Regions from separate parts of the Anas platyrhynchos genome. Here region 1 is linked to region 2. Evidence: chromatin contacts called from public Hi-C data. All regions are on one chromosome and are shown on one strand. The core of a region is the stretch at or near the end of the contact, and the rest is flanking DNA. Distances in the headings are between cores, read along the strand shown.

Evidence for each region. A called contact is a pair of places that touch in the nucleus more often than the background predicts.
Region 1: a Hi-C map of subcutaneous adipose tissue shows a contact between it and region 2, with 2.9 times the contacts expected there. The contact joins the promoter of IFNAR2 here to the promoter of PAXBP1 in region 2. A contact is called at or near these places in 4 of 8 Hi-C or Micro-C datasets (F1 follicle, liver, skeletal muscle and 1 more).

Annotation. Positions count from the first base shown.
Region 1 is chr1:110,677,187-110,680,243 of IASCAAS_PekinDuck_T2T, forward strand. It overlaps IFNAR2 (interferon alpha and beta receptor subunit 2), which reads left to right and starts at 1,552. Exons shown (of 10, transcript XM_072026515.1): 1 at 1,552-1,570; 2 at 2,151-2,225.
Region 2 is chr1:110,519,471-110,522,886 of IASCAAS_PekinDuck_T2T, forward strand. It overlaps PAXBP1 (PAX3 and PAX7 binding protein 1), which reads right to left and starts at 1,560. Exons shown (of 18, transcript XM_027449192.3): 1 at 938-1,560. The coding sequence starts at 1,505.

The sequences.
Region 1 (3,057 bases), core at 302-2,801, 160 kb after region 2:
TTTTTTGCTGGCTTTCTCATTACAGCATAGCTATGTGTGCAGATGAATGAGTCCCTGCATCTGAAGTGTCCAAAACAAAGTAGCTGAGTGCTGCATGAGGCAAAGCCACCAAACTCTTTCCCCTTCTACTATTGCTCACTTAAGCATTTTTCTCATCACAACTTTCTCTTCACTGGAGGCAGTGTCTTGAGGATTGCTTCATCCTTCCTGTGCCTAGGCCAGGCAGAAGATTCACTTGATGACCAAGCATTATCACTGGGGATAATGAGGAAGGCTAGTGAGAAAGGTGAAGAACTCTCTTTGAACTATGTTTATATCTTAAAGTCTTTACACTTATAGTTTCAAGCGGAAAGACAATGAATGATAGGAAAAAAGGGAAAGGGAGGTGTAAAGAGGCAAAAAAGTGCAGATAAATATCAGAGTCTTCACCACAAAGGGCTGAGAGACCAAGAGAGTAAATTCATCTCATGTGCGGGAAAGAACAACAGTTTCAGAGAACTTCTGCAAAAATGGCAGAGAATTAGAAAGAGAGTTCACTAAATACAACGCTGAAAAAAAAAAAAAAAAAATTAAAGAAAAAAGGTCACAGGCAAATCATGGAGGTTTGTTGTTGTTGTTGTTGTTTTTTAAAGAAAAAAAATGTGTGGTAGAAATAAGTGAAATAAGAACAGAATAAAAATAAAGAGTTTAGAAGATCTTTATGTTTGGAGAAGCAGGAGCTGAGCGAACCACATAATGATATTATTAAGATTCAGACTGTCTGTCCTCTTTTCATTCCAGATTCTGCTTCCAGGTAAACATCCTGTCCTTTAAAAAGTTAGTTTAGAACTAGAATTTTTGAACTTTGAATACTTGGGCATTGCCAAGAACCCTTCAGAAACAGAAATCACGAAAGAAGTAATGGTGCCACATATATCACTTGCCCCATGAGACAAACGCATGCACAGACATACAGCAAGTTCGGCCTTTTTTGAGATTTTATTCAGAATCTTAGATCTCAGTGTTATTGCTTCATGCGGTAAAACAGGGAAGAACTATCTTGACTACTTTTAAGCTGTCTGTGGGTTAAAGCAGTGTAGGTATCTAGCCAGAAACTGTGGAAGCCTTGTAGAAGCCTGAAGGGTGGTTATGGTAAATCTCAGGTTTGCTTTACCTAGTGTAGCTTAAAGTACAGCATGACCCCACACCAGCCATCAAACAACACCCCAAATCACATGTTTCCACCAGCAAATACCCAGAGCTCAGCAGCCTGGGAGGTTTAGCTGGTGATGCTGTAGGCGTGCGTGGAGGGACGTGGCTGCTAACTGGCAATGCTTTCTCACCCCTCTCAGGTAAGTACCAAGATTTTTTTTTTTTAGTAAATAGCTTGATGAGGGCTATATTTAACGCCACCTCACTTCAGTTTTAGCTATGAGAACACACTGGTGTGGAGGACGCCGCATCTGCTGAGGCAGATATCTATGAAGCGCTCAGCAGCAGCAGCAGTGCCCTGAGGTCATGAGTGAAAAAGGGAACCAGCGGGAGCCGTTGCGGCTCTCCATGAAGGTTTACTTCATGATTTCAAAAACTGGTAATAATCAAAGAGAAGGAACCAAAAAAAAAAAAAAATCAAAGAGCCGGATGAAACATTCATGAATAGAAACCGAAACGAGCCGAGCCCTCGAGTGCCCGGCAAGCGGTGCCTGAGGCCGCCCAGGGGAACTGGCCAGGGGTGGCGGAGCGGGACACGACCCCCGGCCCCGAGGCGGGCAGGACCCCCCCTCAGCCACCCCAAAAGCCATGACGGCGGCACCCCCGGCCCGTTAATCGGCCGGGAAGGGGCGGGCCAACACTGAGGGGGCGTTTCCAGGCGCTCGCCCAGCGCCGGGGCCGCCGCCATTTCGCGCTGCGCCCTCGCCGAGCCGGCCTGGGGGCTGTGGGGGGCCCCGCGGGGATGGCGCCCGCGGCCGGGGGGCGCCCCCAGGTAACGTCGCCCCCCCGGCAGGGCAGGGCAGGGCAGGGCAGGGTAGGGTACACAGCCGTGTGGGGGTACGCGGGGAGGGTAACACGGGGGTGCTGCGGGGGTAGGAGGGGGTGAGTGAGGGGTTTCCAATTTATTGGAGACTTCCCAATAATTTATTTATTTATTTTATTCTTTCCCAAATTGGAAGCGTCCACCTCAAAGCCACCCGGCCTGACCTCAAGCTAAGGACAAGCTGCTGCTGCTGCTGCTGCTGCTGCTGCAGGTGAGGTGGCAGCGCTAAGCGGGCTTGTGGAAGCGCTGGAGGCTGCGGGCAGCACGCAGGGGTACCCAGCTGAGTTACCAGGTGGGTGGGCTAGGAGCTGGTGAGGTGAGGTGAGGTGAATGGGACTGGGCTCACAGGGCATTTCCATGGCTTCCCTCCAAGGGCTGGGGAGGCTCTGAGGCAGAAGGGTGAGAAAAGCAGAGTCTAGAGTCCTGACAGGAATGGGTTTCCCCTTAAATGTCCACCGTCATTGATAAACTTGTAGGGGACGTGTAGGTTTAGATGACTGTGCAAACTCAAAGAGAAACACGTTTGGTCACATCTGGCTTACATATTCTAAGCTGCCGAACCGCAGAATACATAAGAAATATCAAAAAACAGATCTTGCAGGTGTTTTTTTCAAGTGACTGTGATAGTACCGTTGTCTTCTGCGTTGACTTCTGGACGAATCTGGTTATCTTGTTGAAAGTAGAAAGTTGATTTATTTTTTTTTGTACTTGTGTAATTTGTAAACTTGATCTGAATGTCAAATCATTTTTTTCTGTGCCACTAGTGTAAAAGCTAAATGGGCTTGATAGATATTGGTGACTCAATCACCTTCTAGCTTGCTCTTATAAGTGATGAACTTTACTTAAAGATTGCATAACTAGTAAGTCATAGCTTCTTTTGCTTCATTCTTAATTTGGATTGAAAAGGGGAAAACAAGCATTTTATATCTCTGAAATATTCTTCATGCTTTAATGAATAAAAAAAAATGAAGTGAGAAAGAACGTTCTCTTCATCTCTTGAAGAGTTCATTACTTTGCAATTATGATTATCAGTTGCACAGATA
Region 2 (3,416 bases), core at 310-2,809:
ATGACCTGCATTTATCTGACTGTATTAATCTTTGTTTTTGTTTTATATTTGTTTTTAAACAACTGATCCTTCACTGTGACCGCAAATTTGGAAGAAAACAGGGAATCCCGACATTTTGGGTTATCACTCTTTTCATAACCTTACACATTCGCATGCCAGTATGACTAATGGGTAAGGGCACAACCATGTTTTGTAGTCCTACCAGTTTAAAGGCCTGCAGAACTACAACCTACCACGAGGTCTGCAGTGAGCTGAAGAACTAAATTGCATCAAACAAATAAACAAAAACCAGAAACAACAAACACTGTAGATTTATGTAGGAAATCCAGTTTTTCTCACAAATAAATGCTGTTACTCCATGTTTTCAGGATTTCGATCAGGATTTCTGTCGCAGCCTTACAACCCAAGTTCCAGCGATCACTGGAAATCCCTTCAAAGAGGGATACTCCAAATGCATACTAACTGTCCTGCTGACAAAAGGCATCAGGAGAACAGTTCTGTTCATCCTGAACTTTTGGGATGCAATAAAGTCGTGAGTTTGAGTGGCATTTTTGATTATTTTTAACATGCAGTAACTACTACCCATAATCAGATTACCAGAGTGTGAATAGACCAATTCACGAGTGCAGTACCTGCTGGAATCCAGAATTATTAGCCGAAACACTGCACAAACGCAACTATTTTGCCAGAAGCTGAAGCCCAGAAACCATTGAGCCCCTTTTCTGGCTATTCCCGGGGGTTAACCTAATAATCCTTGTGGGCTCCGAGATGAAGCAGTTCTTCCCCAAAACCCTCACAGGGGCCACACCGGGGGCAGATAACCCCGAGGGAGCAGCTCAGCGAAGCCACCCCTCCCTCAGCACCAGGGCTGTGGGCAGGCAAGGGCTGAGGCGGCCGGGCCTTTCCCTCTCTTCTCTCCCCCCCCCGGGCGCCTCACCCTCCTCCTCGTCCTGGAAGCTGAGCAGGCTGGCCCGCGGCACCTCCTTGCCCTCCCGCGGCCGCTTCTTCTCCTTGTGGCGGCCGGCGGCCGGCAGCCCGTTGCCCTGCTGAGGCGCCGCAGGCGGCGGGGGAGGAGGAGGGGGCAGCGGGGAGGGCGGCGGGGGCCCCCCCAGGCCCGCCCGGTCGGCCGCCATCAAGCCCAGCCCCAAGCCCAGCGCCGCGCCGTAGCCCGCGGCACAGGCGAAGGCGGCGGGGCTGCCGGGCAGGGCCAGGGGCACGCAGCCGGGCGGCAGCGGCAGCAACCCGGGGCCACCGGGACCTCCTCCTCCTCCTCCGACCGCCGCCGCCGCCACGGTGGAGGCCTCAGCCGGCCCTTCCCCGGCGGGTGGCGGCGGGTCGTGCGGCGGCTCCTCGTCGCGCTCCTCGTCCTCCTCCTCCGAGGCGTTGCGCTTCCTCACGTTGACCCGCCGCGCCTTGCGGAACATGCCGCCGGGCGCCGAGCCCCCCGCCCCGACACCGCGCCGCCCCGACACCGCGCCGCGGCCCAGGCCCGGCTCCCCGAGCATGATGGCGGCCGCCGCAGCGCCCAGCAGCGCCCCGCCGAGCCGCCGACACCGCCAGCGCCCCCTGCCGCCCGCCCGCCGCCATGCCCGGCCGCGGGGCGCCCGCCATCTTGTGCCCGGCAGCGGCGCGGGCTGTTTGAAAGCGCGGGGCGGGAAGATGGGGGGGGGGGGGGCAGGCACTGCTGTCGCCTCTGTCAGTCCCTGCCCGCCCTGAGGGTGTCTCCTCCTTCTAGGCTAGGGACAGAAAGTGGGGTGGTGGCTCTCCCAGCGCTAAATGGCGGAGTGTTTTGGGGCAGGGGGCTGTGGGTGCCTTGCACCTGGCTGGAAGAAAAAGCATAGGCTCGTTAGGGTGGGAAAAGCCCTCCAAGGTCATCTGGACTGTAATAAATGGCTCAGTCTTCAAAATAGGACTATAATCAAAGTTTGCAATTTATTAAAGGAATAGAGGTAAGCAAACAGCGCTGGGTGCGCCAGGAGTCTCTGCCCCACCAAGACGCACACCAGTTACATCAAGCAGCTGATTTTTATGCTCCTAGGCTAATACTACTTCTAAAAAACAAAAACAAAAACAGGGTTATTATAATTAGTTTCCAGAATCCAAACCCTCCTACTGGAGCGTACGTATCAGTCTCCGGTGGTCCCTCTGGGGGTCTCTCGTGCTGAAGGCTCATAGTCTTCCTCCCTCTTGTCCTTCTCCTTTGTCCAACTTGGCTGTATGTCAGAGACGTGTGCAACGTCCCCTGAAAGCTTTGTCTTTTAGTTGTTCTTCAGCTCTCCCCGTCTCCTTGATCTCCTGGCCAGATACCAGAGACTTGCATAGTGTCCCACGCAATAGTCATAATAGTTAGCAGTTATTCTGAACCCCCCCAGATGTCAGACTTCAAGGAAAAGCCTACAAATACATTTCCCTTCAAGCTCTCTATTGACACGAATTGCTAAAACTTTCCTTTGCAAGATACAAGAATTACATACATTAACCACTCTGTTTTTCTAAGACTTGTGGTTATACAAGGGTATGTAAGACAGAAGGTCACATTCATCACACCATGAGGCCCTAGCATTGTTCCAGACTGATATGAATCAGATGAACATATCTCACATGGTCCAACCATCACCCTACCAACAGCATCACCCACTAAACCACGTCCCTAAGCATCATGTCCAGCCTTTCCTGATGAATGATGGCAGACGCTAACAGATCATTGACCTCTTTCAAAACAGGTCTTTCAAGTACAGGTGTTGGAAACTTGCCATATTTCATCCTTCCCACACTACTGAGACCATACCCAGCAACCGCTTTTCGCCAAGCACTGGTGGAGCCTGCACAGGAGGAGGTGCAGCAGGCCTGGCTGCCATCCTGCAGCCTCTCCCTGCTGTGCAAAGCACTGCCCTGTTTTTGTGCTGCTGTCGGTCCACGTTGGCTTCCTAAAGTTACAGGGGAATTACTAGTTGGAAGGAAAACTGCAGCTTCCATGTCCATTTCTTTTTTCTGATATGAAAAAAATGATCTCAGTTTCCATTCATTGGGATGTCCAATAATTATACACCAAGACTAAAGACTGGCACATACAAAAGCATTGTGTGTATAAATATTAGTCACTGTACATACATGGTGAAACATCACAGGCTGCTGGTTCTTGACCTGATGCTAAGATTTAGAGGGTGGATGAATGTAGGTGTCTTACACTGGCATTTAAAAACAGATTCACTAAATCACATAATTGTTTCTGCTGTGTGAGACTTAAAGTAGTGCTGCAGGTAGTTCATGTGCAGACAAAGGAAACCACCAACTGAACTAATAAAGCTCACCATGTATACTTACATACTTTGTTTTGTATTTTGTGCTTTCCATTGCTCTGAAGAAATGCTGTAAGCCTCTGAATGGCAAAACCACATAAAATTTAGATTGGGAGA